2 separate regions of the Mus musculus genome follow, and region 2 is linked to region 1. Evidence: chromatin contacts called from public Micro-C data. All regions are on one chromosome and are shown on one strand. The core of a region is the stretch at or near the end of the contact, and the rest is flanking DNA. Distances in the headings are between cores, read along the strand shown. Region 1 holds the start of Calm1 (calmodulin 1). Region 2 holds the start of Cpsf2 (cleavage and polyadenylation specific factor 2).

The links. A called contact is a pair of places that touch in the nucleus more often than the background predicts.
Region 2: a contact with region 1 is called in a Micro-C map of the G1E-ER4 cell line. The contact joins the promoter of Cpsf2 here to the promoter of Calm1 in region 1. A contact is called at or near these places in 2 of 484 Hi-C or Micro-C datasets (the G1E-ER4 cell line and regulatory T cells) and 1 of 9 other capture datasets (liver).

The regions. Positions count from the first base shown.
Region 1 is chr12:100,197,946-100,201,001 of GRCm38.p6, forward strand. It overlaps Calm1 (calmodulin 1), which reads left to right and starts at 1,490. Exons shown (of 6, transcript NM_009790.5): 1 at 1,490-1,771. The coding sequence starts at 1,769.
Region 2 is chr12:101,974,545-101,977,600 of GRCm38.p6, forward strand. It overlaps Cpsf2 (cleavage and polyadenylation specific factor 2), which reads left to right and starts at 1,430. Exons shown (of 15, transcript NM_016856.3): 1 at 1,430-1,590. It overlaps Ndufb1 (NADH:ubiquinone oxidoreductase subunit B1), which reads right to left and starts at 1,194. Exons shown (of 3, transcript NM_001378525.1): 1 at 1,116-1,194.

The DNA.
Region 1 (3,056 bases), core at 240-2,739:
TTAGTTATAATAATGAGCTTGGCTATGTAGACCTGTAATTCATTGGATTATTGACTATGCTTTAAACTGAATTTTTATTAGTCTCTTTTCTGTGAACATAGGGATATTATGTGTCTGACTGTGAATGGTTTTTAAACCATTTGCAAGAGGGCCAGCAGTACCCTTGGGGGGGGGGGGCTGCCTGCTACAGCTTCTCCTTAAACAGCAGGTTAACCCTTTCTGTAGCATTCTAGGAAGAACAAATTGAAGCGCAGTCCCACAGCTGCTGACATACTGTCTGAGGTGATCCTAAGAAGTCCTCTGGCGTTTGCAATGTTCAGGGACATTTTTGAATCTTTTAAAACACCTATCTGCAAACTTTGACAAAGCCAGAAAAGAAAGGTAACTAGTCTTTCCAGAGAGGAGCATGCTAATCACACATTTTGCCACAATTTCTGAAAGAAGAAACAACCTGCAGCTTGTCCTGGCCTTGCAAACAAAAGATCAAATTCTGCGCTTTGTCTTGGCAAGAAACGAAACTGCAGCATTTTGTTAAGATTTTCTTCTTCTTCTTTTAAGTTCCAGGCTCCAAACTAAGACCTGAAACAGTTTTTGGTCGTCCCTGTCCCCACCCCCACCCTAGTTTACAGAAGAACAAAGAATAGTAAATTTAAAGGTTAAAACATTATTTAAGGACTATAATTAAGATTGTAATTAAGATAGTGGAGCACCCTACTAGAATCAATTGGCTGCACAAGTTCCAGCTGTAATCAGAGTGATCCTGTGTATCTTTCCCCTTCTTTGTATATATCAATTTATGAATTTCCAGGACCAGGACAATTAGGAAAAACTCAAAAGCGTGGGCTCTGAGGGCGACATAAGCCGCTCACTACGTTAATTTTGGAAGCAGGCCTAATAGAATTTGCCACAGGAAATAAGGAACAAACCTAGCAAGGGACAACTCTTCAAGCATCTTTAAAATTTTAGTAGGTATGTAAAAACACGAAAACTAGACTGGTTGAGCGTGTCAACACCACACAGACCTAGCAACTGAGCTTCTAACTGTGCCTCGGACAGTTCTCCAAAATGAGAAAAGTAACATTATCTGACCAATTTCTTCCCCAAGGCCAACCACCGTGTCCTCAACACAGTCCTCTCGCCTCTACAGCTAAGGTTGGATTCCGCCTCCCCGCGGCTGTCCTCAGCCCCTAGATCTCCTCCAGGTCCTCCCCTGTGGGGGACCCAGGATTGGTGGCTCTGCAACCTCGAAGCCACCAGGAGTGGTGGGAGGGGGGACACACAGGTGAAGTGGGGCTGAGTGACGGACACGCGCCTGGAAGCCCGGGACGGCCCCCCAGATTTCGCTACGCAGGCATTCCAGCTCTAGAGGACTCTTGCAGCAACAGACCAGCACCCTCGCTCAGGTCTCCGACTCCCCAGTGACCCCTGCCCGCGTAATGGGCCCGCCGCGCCGGGCGCGCCTGGGGGGCGGAGCCTTGCGGTGAGGTCCGGCTGCCGCAGCGCCGCCCTGCGCGAGGCGGTACTGCCGCGGCGGAGGGATACCGCGCACCGTATATATATCGCGGCACACAGGCTCGCGCTACGGCAGTGGTGCTGGGAGTCTCGTGTCCGTGGTGCCGTTACTCGAAGTCGGGCGGCGGCTGAGGCTCAGCGCACAACGCAGGTAGCGCGTTAGCAGCAGCAGAAGCGGAGGCACCTCGGCGGTCACAGCCCCTGCGCTGGTGCAGCCACCCTCGCCTGCTCCGTTCTTCCTTCCTTCGCTCGCACCATGGTAGGTTGGGATCGGCAGTGGCAGACGTAGCAGCTGCCCGAGCTTTCTGAACAGATTTGTAGTTGAGTCTTGGGGTCTCCCCCTTTTCCTGGTTGAGGTTACCCCCTACCCCATTTTGCCAGGTGTTACGCAGCAGCTGCAGTGAAAGGGGATGTATTTTCGGGTTTGCATCTCCGCTCTGGCTGCCAGAGAACCTCCTCTGAGTTTTGGGCGCCTCTGGGGCTGGACTCTACAGTGGGCTGTGCGCGGGCTGGAGCCGCTGCCACAGCTGCACCGGGGCCTTCCGCATCCACCCCCTCCGCCAGCCCCGCACCCACTGCATCCAACGCGCCGCACCCGGGCTGCCTGCAGCGCAGCGCCTCGGCCGGGGCCAGCGGGGCGGGGGAGCCGGGCGGGGCAGGCCGCGACGTCCCGGTAGTCAGTCCCCGACCGCGGAGAATGAATGGGTCGCGGCGAGCCGGGAGACGTACAGGGCTTGGACCGCGGCCTCGGGGTGTCCTCAGCCACCTTCAGACCCCCTGACCAGCCCAGTCGGGAGTCCCCCCTCGCTTGCGGTCCCCTCCTTCCTCCCGGGGGGCGCGGCGCGGGCGTGAGCTGGGAAGGAAGGAGCCGGGGAAGGGTGGGGTTGGGGGCAGGAAGGCGAAGGCTGGGGGGCGGAGAGGGCGGAAGCGGCCGCCCTGCGCCCGGGCGGGGCCCCGCAGGGTGGCCGCGCGCGTGGCTGGGCCGTGCGACCTCGGTCCCCCTCCCGGTGCCGCGCGAGACGGGCGCGATCGCTCGTGTCCGCGGGGAGGCCCCTTCCCGCGGGAGGTGCTCGGCTCGCGCTAATTGGGGCGGCAGGGCGGGGGAGGAGAGAGTTGGCGCGCTCCTCGGTTTCCATTAGAGACGCAAAGTTTCTGCTGGGGAGGAGGCGGCGGCAGGCTCAGTGCCTGGGGGAGCAGGAGCGGTGGGAGGTGCTGGAGATAGGCAGCACCACGGTCCTGGGGCCCCTTTGGGTCTTCACCCTAGTGCGGCCCCTCGCCCGGCATGCCCCTTGTCTCTCGCTGCTCCCTGGGCGGCAGGGAGATGCCCATCTGTACGTTTCCGCTTTCTCTGCCGCCTCTGGATTGCCAGATGCGAATATGTGGTTGGCCGTGTGCGTGTGCCGTAGCCCCCTTCTCCCTCGCCAGGCAGAGCTGACATCACCAGCAGCACCTTCAGCCCTGGCAAGGTGGCTAGGTCGTTCTCGGCAGGTTCTGGAACGCCTTTGACCCAAAGCCAGAATGACTTGGGGTTGAGGTGGGGGAGT
Region 2 (3,056 bases), core at 180-2,679, 1.8 Mb after region 1:
TTTTTTTTTCAGATGAAGAAATCCAAATTTAGTTGTGGCAAAGTAACTTGCTTTAAGTATAGGGTAAAGAGTCAGGATTAGCATAGTCCCCAGACAATCTGTATCCTGATCAGGCTTAAGCTCTTTTGTTCTACTCTCTCTCCTGTGTACGGAGGTAAACAGTTAAATAACTCCTCCTCTCTTTTCTTCTTTGCAGAGCCTCTCTCTCTCTCTCTCTCTCTCTCTCTCTCTCTCTCTCTCTCTCTCTCCATGTGTGTGTGTGTGAGACTTTTTAAAAACAAAAAACAACTAACCCCACATCCCACATATTTCTTAATATTTTTCTCTAACACAAGGTATTTCCCTTAAATACCACCTGCCTCTGCTTTCCAAGTGCTGGGATTAAAGTTTCTTTCCCTTTTCAAGAATAACAGACACTGCTGTGAGTCTTATTTTGCTGAGTCTTCTATCTGGATTCATGCTGGAAACATGTAGACTTTTTTTGTTGTTTTGTTTTTCAAGACAGGGGTTCTCTTTAAAGCCCTGGCTGCCCTGGAACTCACTCTGTAGACCAGCCTGGCCTTGAACTCAGAAATCCACCTGCCTCTGCTTTCCAAGTGCTGGGATTAAAGGCATGCGCCACCACCACTGCAGGCACATGTAGACTTTTTAAGAGATAATACCTTGTGTTGGACTGGACCCCACAGTTCTTTATAATTATTACAAAGTGTCACCTAAGATATGGAATGGATGGAGCAAAACCGAAACCGTTGAGATCATAACACGGACTGGAAACCAAGCAGAAAGCCTTGTTTTTAAAAGGCAAATGGCTACGTGCGGGTTTCACAATCAGGAGAGTTGGACGAGGAGACAGACGCCTGGGCGACCGCGCCCCGCTTCTGGATAGGAGCTGCATTCCCTATTGTGGGCTCAAGAGTCGGATCCTTGAGAACCCTTCCGAGTCCCCCGAGAGCCAGGCCATCAGATCGTCCCCAGAGCAGTCTTTGTAAAAGGCGTGGGGCGGGCAGCGCGCAGGGGTCACCGAAGGCGACCCTGTTTCCCCTCCATGCGAGCGTTCCCCAGAACCCTCCCGCCCGCATCACCACCACGGGTGGCGCCGGGGTCCCCAGACCCACCTTCAGCCTGGTGACAAGGCGACCAAGGACAGCCGCAGGGAGCTAGGCCACTGGCGCCGGCGGAAGCCGTGACCTAAGGAGCTGCCACTCGCCGCGCCAGCCCTGATGAGAGGGGGTGGCGTCGGCAAACCGGCGCTTCTCTCTCCCTTCTCACGCGCGAATCCCGTACATCTTAAGCTGTGAATGATCGCGACACGTTTTGAATAAGACGTGGATCCAGGCTGACAAGGTTTGCGAGCTTTTGCGCTGTCCTCTTCCCTGACCCGGTTCGTCACCACCCCTACAGATGGTGTCGCCCGGGTCGTCCCCGCCTCAGCCGCTCTGCTCAGGCCCAAGATGGCGGCCACCACACAGGGGCTCCTGCCGGCTGCTCTCCGCCGCTGAGCGCGCGCTAGCTCTGCTCGCTCTCCGACCTGCGTTCCACTAGGGGTTGGGAAGGGCGGCGGACGGTGCCGGGGGGAGATTGGCCTGGCAGGTGAGGACGGGAGACGGAAAGGAGCCTTCGGGTTGGGAGGAGGCCCTCAAGGGGATGGGTTCCCGCGTCGGCCCGGTGTCGCCCGGACGCGCTCCCGCGGTTTCGGTTGTGACAGTCTCCGTGGTTCCTGGAACAAGCGTTCCGCAAGGGGGAAGAGAAGTGACTTTTCCCCGGGCTGAAACCTCGGGGTGTTGGGGCGCGCCTATGCTTCCTCCTTGCCCTCCCTCCTGTCTAGTTCCTCTGAGCTTTCATCAGCTGGAGCTAAAAGTTAATCCGCGTCCAGCCTGGGCTCTTTCCCCTTGTACCGCCGTACTCCCCAAGCCTCCCCATCTCTGCCTTTCCCATCTTGGGCTCAGAGAACACGAGGCCAGCAGGTGCCTTCGTAGCTCCTTAATTCCAAAGACCCTTGAGAGGCTCATGCCACGCCTTGATAGAATTAACTTCTCTCGGCGCTACCACAATCACCACGTTTCCCAAGATCCCATTCCTAGTTTCCTTGCTTACGTACTTTTCAGGAAACCAGAAGTCAGGCCATATCCAGCCCCAGTACTCTGGCCCCTGTGACAAGGAGAACTTAAGCATCATCTATGCCTACTTTTCTACCCTTTAATTTTACGATTCCTTTGCCCCTTTCAAAGCCTTTCTTTACCTGAACGATTAAAGAGAGACTTCTCCCACTGTGAGCCCCAGGACTAGTCCAGATCCGTCTTTGCGTATTTCTCATTAGTTGACCTCAGCGTGAACGATCATTCTTGAGAAAGCAAGTATCTGGTATATATTCGAGATGAAGCAGAGGTAGTCGAAGTCACTGCCCTGGGGGAATTCCCGATATGGTGGGTTCAGTGCGTTCAGCACATTTATTTCTATTGCTTCGAGCACTGTGCTTGGTTTGGGAGATGCAAAGATGATCGCTTTTGGACACAATCATCATCCCTTGGCAAACACTCCTCCTGCCTCCTTTGTGCTAAGTAATGAAGCTTTACCTGGGGACAATGAAAAGCTTGCACCTGAGCCAGATCAAGAGGAATTTGCTAAGCCTGGGAGAACAAAGTTATTCCTGGGTGCAGAAGAGGGATTAAAAACTTGAGAAGGCTGAGCACTGTTGGGGAGATTTTTAACAAATCAAAAACTGGAAGAGTGGTTGGTGCAGACTGAAGGTGCAGATTAGGTCGGCTTGTGAGTGGTCTTGGAGCTTGTCTTGCATTTAGTCAGCAGGAAGCTGGTGCACACTTGGCAGGGAGTGGGCAGGAGGTATTTATGTCTTAGGATGATCTGGCATATAAGGCTATGCAGGACCAACCTGAGATAAGAAAACTAGATGCAGTGTCAGCCATTCAGGTAAGGCAACAAGAACCTTCGCTGAGGCAGGAGAAGAACCACCTGAAGAAATGAAGCAAATGCCACCTACATAGGGTTCCACCTGTGACTGCCAGTTTACTGGTAGTGGGTGAATGGTTTTTAGTCTG